Linked DNA regions of Sus scrofa: region 2 is linked to region 1. A link is a contact called in public Hi-C data. All regions are on one chromosome and are shown on one strand. Each heading gives the region's core, a stretch centred on a gene start, on an enhancer-like site or on the middle of the called end of the contact. The rest is flanking DNA. Distances are from core to core; before and after follow the strand shown.

Region 1 (2,951 bases), core at 274-2,773:
CTCTGCCTTCCCCACACCCCCAAAGGCCTAGGACAGCACTGGGCTCCAGGAGGACACAGGAAATGCCCAATGACGGCTGGACGGCCCGGAAGGCTGGGAGGGTGTACCTGGGACCCCCTGAAAGGGGTCATAGGTCAACAGTCACAGTCATTAAAGGGCCACCGCCAAGGATACCCCTTGCTCATCACAGACATGGCCCCACAAATGTCCTGCTTACGGAGGTGCTGCTGACGGACTTAGGATGACATGGGCGCTCGCGGGGGCTCTCAGACAGCATTTCACAGGACAAGAAAAGCAGCATCACAGCGTCTAAGGCAGTAAAGCCGAGCGCACAGGCCGTGTGCAGGGCACGAACCCGCCTCTGTTTGCACATTTATAGGCAAAGATGAGGGAGAGGAGATGGAAGAAAATACACCACTAGCCTCGGCTCTCTCGCCGGTGCAAGAGAGGGCTTTTGTGGAGTTCCCGTCGTGGCGCAGTGGTTAACGAATCCGACCAGGAACCATGAGGTCGCAGGTTCGGTCCCTGCCCTTGCTCCGTGGGTTAAGGATGGGGCGTTGCCGTGAGCTGTGGTGTAGGTTGCAGACACGGCTCAGATCCCGCGTGGCTGTGGCTCTAGTGTAGGCCGACAGCTACAGCTCCGATTAGACCCCTAGCCTGGGAACCTCCATGTGCCGCAGGAGCGGCCCTAGAAAAGATAAAAAGACAAAAAGACAAAAAAAAAAAAGAAGAAGAAGAGATGGATTTTGTTTGCTTGTTCTGATTTGACGAGCATTCCCAATATTTACAGTGAAACTCTGATGCCGCCACCTCCTTAGCCAGACTCCATGGGCAGGGAGAGAAAGGGAAGGCTCCCAGAGGTCAAGGGTCATGGCCAAAGGGGCGGAGCCAGCATTGAGGTCTGCCCCCAGGCCCTGCACTCTGCCCACGGGCGGTGCCTGGCAACGGAGTAACGAGCCTTCACCCACAGAGCAATAAAGTGCTTTGGACAGAAGCAGCAGCCAGCTCCGGGGCAGGTGGTGAGACGCACCCTCTCCCCATTCCTCCGGCCCCGACATCCCACGGCCCCCACCTTGGGCTGTTACCCCGGACAGGGGTTCACCCTGGAGTCTGGCCTGGGTTTCCAGCAGCCCCAGCCCTGGCCCAGCCTGGCCCCTGGGCCCCGGAGGCCAAAGTGCAGCCAGACAGCCGAGGGCCAGGCCTGGGGAGGCAGCCAGGGTCCGAGTCCAAGGACAAGTCCCAGGGGCCTGGCTGGAGGGGCCCCGGGCTGGGAGGAAGGGGCTCCCACCTGGTCCCCTCCCACACGAAGCCCTGAACCACACCCAGGCTGAGCCAGCGCCAAGCCCCCCAGCTCCCCCACCCACTTTGCAAGTCAGAACCCAGCCCCAGACAGGCTGCGGCTCAGACCCCACGGGGGCCCAGAGGGCCTGAGCTGCAGGCGGGGCTGCCCTGAGGCCACCGTGGCCTGGGGAGGAGCTGTGCCTCGCTCCCTCAAAACGCACACCCTCTCTGGTCCCGCCAGGCCGCTCTGCATCACGGAGGCAGGAAGCAAGCTAGACAGAGACAGCCCCAGCTTCCTGCCCCCAGCGTGGCCTCCAGGGAGCAGAGACAGAGCAGAGCCGGCCGGCACTCCTCTGCCTGCAGAGCCGTCTTTATCGGGTTCCTTCTGGCAGGATCCTCTCTGAAGTCATGGAGAGGCTGTTTACTTGCTAACAGGGCCCAGACTCCTCCGACCTCCAGCCCCTCTGCGGGCCAGGGTCGCGTCCCCCACTAACGTCCCTTAGCATGTCCCCCCGCAAACCTAAGGGGGAGATGCCCCGCGTCGGGCCTTCTGACCCCCCACCCCCGCCCGGCCCGCTTACGGCCCCAGCCGGTTCACTGACACATATTCACGCGCTTTGTGGGTTTCACCAGCCCCCCAAGCCCTCCGAGCCTCAGTTCAGGAAACATGCATCCTGGGGTTAACGCTTGCTCCGTCAGGAGCTCTTGCAGGGCCTGGCGGTGACTGCACACCTGCTCGCGGGGAGATCTCAGAGCAGTGTCCCCACCCCCAACCCCACGGCGGTTCTGCCCTAGGGACCCATGGTCACAGCTGGACACGCTTTGGGTTGTCACACCTGGGGGTGCTCCTGGCATCGAGGGGGTGCCGGCCAGGGTGCCAGTCCACACCCTGCAAGGCCCAGGCCCCCGACACAGATCTGCTCCAGAAGGTCAGCGGTGCCAAGGCTGAGAAGCCCCGTGGCAGAACCTTCCACGCTGCTGAGGACTGAGTGGGCGAACGCGGGCGTCATGGGCTTAGAGCAGCGCCTGCTCCCTCGCAGCCCTGGCTGTTCCCTTTACTGCCCGCTCCTCACCTTGGCCTTGGGAAGCTGGGGGGCAGGAGGGAGATTTTGAGGCTTATTTTCCAAAAACAAGCCCAAGGCCCAGAAGCAAGATGTGCCGACAGAGCTGGGCGGGGACCCCAGCCCCAGGGTGCGGCGACTGCAGGTCGGCTGGAGCCCTGATGCCATCCACAGTCTCAGAAGCTTCCGGTCCTGGGACAAGGGCTTTCTGGAACTGAGGGACAGGCAGGGGGTGCTCCTCGGGGCCAGGTGGTGCACCCCCAGCAGCCCCTCCCCGCTCCCACAATGCCAGGGGCGGGGGAGGGAGAACACACTCCAAGGACACGCAGGCCTGCTGGAGTGGGGGCACTGCTCCGCCGTCCCCAGCCCTGCCATCTCCAAGGAGGGCAGGAAATGCCCTGATCTGGGAGAGTGGGCCCTGCGCCTCTGAGGAGGGGACACTGGGCGGCCGTACAGGTGGCCAGGCTGAAGTGTGGGTCCGGGCCACCCCAGCACGTGCAAGCACCGAGCGGGGCACAGAAATGCCTGACTTTGACCCCCGTCCCTCCTCTGGGGCCCTAACAGCCCGCGGGCAGAACGACCTGGTCCCCACTTTACAGTAGGGAACCG
Region 2 (2,891 bases), core at 226-2,725, 46 kb after region 1:
ATGACCACCACGCTGGCCGCGCGGGGCAGGGGCTGGCTCAGGCCCTGGGCCTCCGCTGAGGGCTGCTGAGCCTCTTTCAGGGTCCGCTGGTACGGCACGCTCTTCTCGGTGGTGGGGCCGGTCCCGCCAGTCCGGGGACGTGGCCCCAGGCCCTGGGCAGGGTTCCGGTGAGGACAGGTGGCGGCCAGACGCAGGGCTCGGCTCAGAGAAGCCATGGGGACTCGGCTCCTGCTGGGGAAAGAGTCGGCCGCAGAGGGCCACAGTGGGTGCTCTGTCAAGTAGGAGCCCAGGGCACAGTGCCCCCATGCTGTCCTCTGTCCCCTGCCTCCTACAGCACGTGTCCAGCCCATGGGCACCGAGGGCCTCACACGCCCCAGACTCTGGCCAGGACCCTGGAGACCACAGTGAGGACCAGGAGGGGGCGGGGTGTGTACACGGCAGGGGCGGGGTCGCAGGGCAGGTGGCGGGAGCTCTGAGGCGGGGACAACCAGCCTTCTGGTGTATCCAACACGCCCTCTGGGAAAACTCCCAGACAGAAGTTACCTCTGCCTCGTTGGCCCCAGAGCCCTTTGGGACCCAAGACAGAAGGTGAGAGAGGCAGGGGGTCTGGGCCTCCGGCTCCCTCGGGCCATCTCAGAATCCAAGTCGGGGCTCAGGGGATGGGTAACCAGCCTCCCTCCTCCTCAGTGACCTCCCAGCAGCCTGCAGGGCTCACTGCGCATCCCTCCTCCTCCAGGAAGCCCTCCAGACTTACCCAACCCAAACCTCACAATTACAAGAAGACTGGGACAGGGGAAGGACACCTCGGAGAGGCTCCTGGGCCCATGTGGGGGGTCAGCAGGAAAAGTAAGGTTTGGCTGCAGTGGGGGAACTGATGCAGGTGGTGCAGCTGCGTTCACAGCCGAGCTTGGCATCAATCAGCCAATTAACCAGGAAAGTCCTCCTCCATTTCCGTGCCACACGGCAGGCGGGTTCCCTCTGCTCTGAAGTCAAGGTGGCTATATTGTCCCCATTTCACGGAGGGGGGAGACTGAGGCCCAAGGAGGCGCCCCCAGGTGACCAAGGTCACAGGGCCACCGTGTGGCCGAGGCAGCAGGCCCTCCTGCCCGCTTCTGACCCCTCGGTCCACAGATGTCACGGGGCCTGGTCTGGGGGAGGGACCCACTGCCACACCCTTTCCCACCCTCCCCAGGGAGTGCCGCCCCTCCTGCAGGTCACAGTGGGGACCCTCCCCTGCCAGGGGGTGGGGGCAGGGAGAGGTGATTTCAGAGGCTTCAGGGCCGGGGGCTTGGAGGCTGGGGCAGGCAGCCCAGTCCCTGTGTCACTTCTGACAGCCCATCTGCCTTTCGACGGCAGAGGTGCCCTGAGCACCCCTGTGCACCCCTGGCCCGCGCCTGCACTCACCTTTCGCCGTTGGGGCGCCTCAGTCTTCCAGAGCCCCGAGAGCGCTGTTCTGCTGGCAGAAAGTCGGGCTCATGTGCTTGCGCAGGCGAGACTCTGCCCAAGGCTGGAACCCGCCCCTGGCCCAGCCTCCTGGTTCCCTCCCACTGCTCTGCTGGCCCCGGCATTCCCCGCCCCCCTGCCCTCCACCCCCACCCCCGCCCTGCCCTGAGCTGGGGATGGGGGCTGGCATGGGGGCTGCCCAGTGCCCTCCGTCAGGCCAGGAGACCTGCTGCCACATCAACCTGCTCTCCTTCACCCTCCCCCACCCCCGAGTCAGCAGGCTGGCCGCTCATTACCAAGGTTTGGGTCAGACGCACGGGGTGGGGCCTCGAGCTGTTTAGGGTGGGGACGGGGTGGGGGTGGAAGGTGCCCAGGCCAAGGCACCTCCCACAGAGGGCCTCACAAGTTGGGCCCACCCAGCCCGAGGCAGAAGTCCCCGCCAGCTCCTGGCCTGTCCCAACCCCAGCCCAGGGAAGGTCCCGGCCCTGCTCCGAAGGGTGTACCTGCAGCCGCAACAGCACTCCTGGGCCCAAGCAGCCTGCCAGCGCTGTCTCCTCCTTCCTTCCCAGCAGGAACCCTCCCCTCCCCCACTCCTACCCCCGCCGCCCCTGGCCGAGCTGCCAGCCCCTGTCCCGCCTACCGCCTGGCAGGCCAGGGAGGCAGCCAAGCAGGTCCTTCTTTTCTTTCTTTTTTTTTTTTTTTTTTTTTTTTTTTTGTCCTTTTGCTATTTCTTTGGGCCGCTCCCGCAGCATATGGAGGTTCCCAGGCTAGGGGTTGAATCGGAGCTGTAGCCGCTGGCCTACGCCAGAGCCACAGCAACGCGGGATCCGAGACGCGTCTGCAACCTACACCACAGCTCACGGCAACGCCGGATTGTTAACCCGCTGAGCAAGGGCAGGGACCGAACCCGCAACCTCATGGTTCCTAGTCGGATTCGTTAACCACTGCGCCACGACGGGAACTCCCAAGCAGGTCCTTCTGAGGGCAGCAGAGCAGGGCTGCAAACCCTGAGACCTTATTAAGCCTGGTGACAGGATAGGTGACCCCACCTCTTCATCTCTAGAATGGGGTTACAGGGTCACTGCAGGTGAACAGTGCCTGCCATGCTCCCCAGGCCAGACAGGCACTTAGCACAGCAGGTGGGCAGGAAGTGCTGGGCAAGCAGCAGCGTGGTGCCAGGGCCAGGCTCCTTGCAGGGGTGATCCAGGGCCGTGGGATGGACCAGCCTCGGCTACGGGCGCCCCCACCCCAACTCCGCCCCTGCCCAACACCCGTCCAGGGAAGGGGCTCTGGCTGCCCTGGGAGGCAGGTCTGGGCCTCTGGGTTGCTCTCACTGCCCCTAACCTGTCTGTACCCCTGCACCCTGCCCTCCTGAGCTCCCAGATCCTTGTGACCCTGGCGGGACGTCTGTGAGCCTCTGACCTTCCCAGCCTCCCAGGGCAGGGACA

What was found. A called contact is a pair of places that touch in the nucleus more often than the background predicts.
Region 2: a Hi-C map of liver shows a contact between it and region 1, with 6 times the contacts expected there. The contact joins the promoter of SARDH here to the enhancer-like site in region 1. A contact is called at or near these places in 1 of 5 promoter capture datasets (liver) and 7 of 47 Hi-C or Micro-C datasets (adipocytes, embryonic fibroblasts, epiblast stem cells and 2 more).

Annotation. Positions count from the first base shown.
Region 1 is chr1:273,247,533-273,250,483 of Sscrofa11.1, forward strand. The region is part of intron 17 of SARDH (sarcosine dehydrogenase); the gene reads right to left. Among named protein-coding and RNA genes, the nearest start is that of DBH, 45 kb to the left of the region's middle. Within about 2 kb of position 1,524, at least 19 of the 83 cell types and tissues checked have an H3K27ac peak or open chromatin away from gene starts, as enhancers often do. A contact at or near this core is called in liver, where this site is marked.
Region 2 is chr1:273,293,146-273,296,036 of Sscrofa11.1, forward strand. It overlaps SARDH (sarcosine dehydrogenase), which reads right to left and starts at 1,476. Exons shown (of 21, transcript NM_001253922.1): 1 at 1,405-1,476; 2 at 1-228. The coding sequence starts at 215.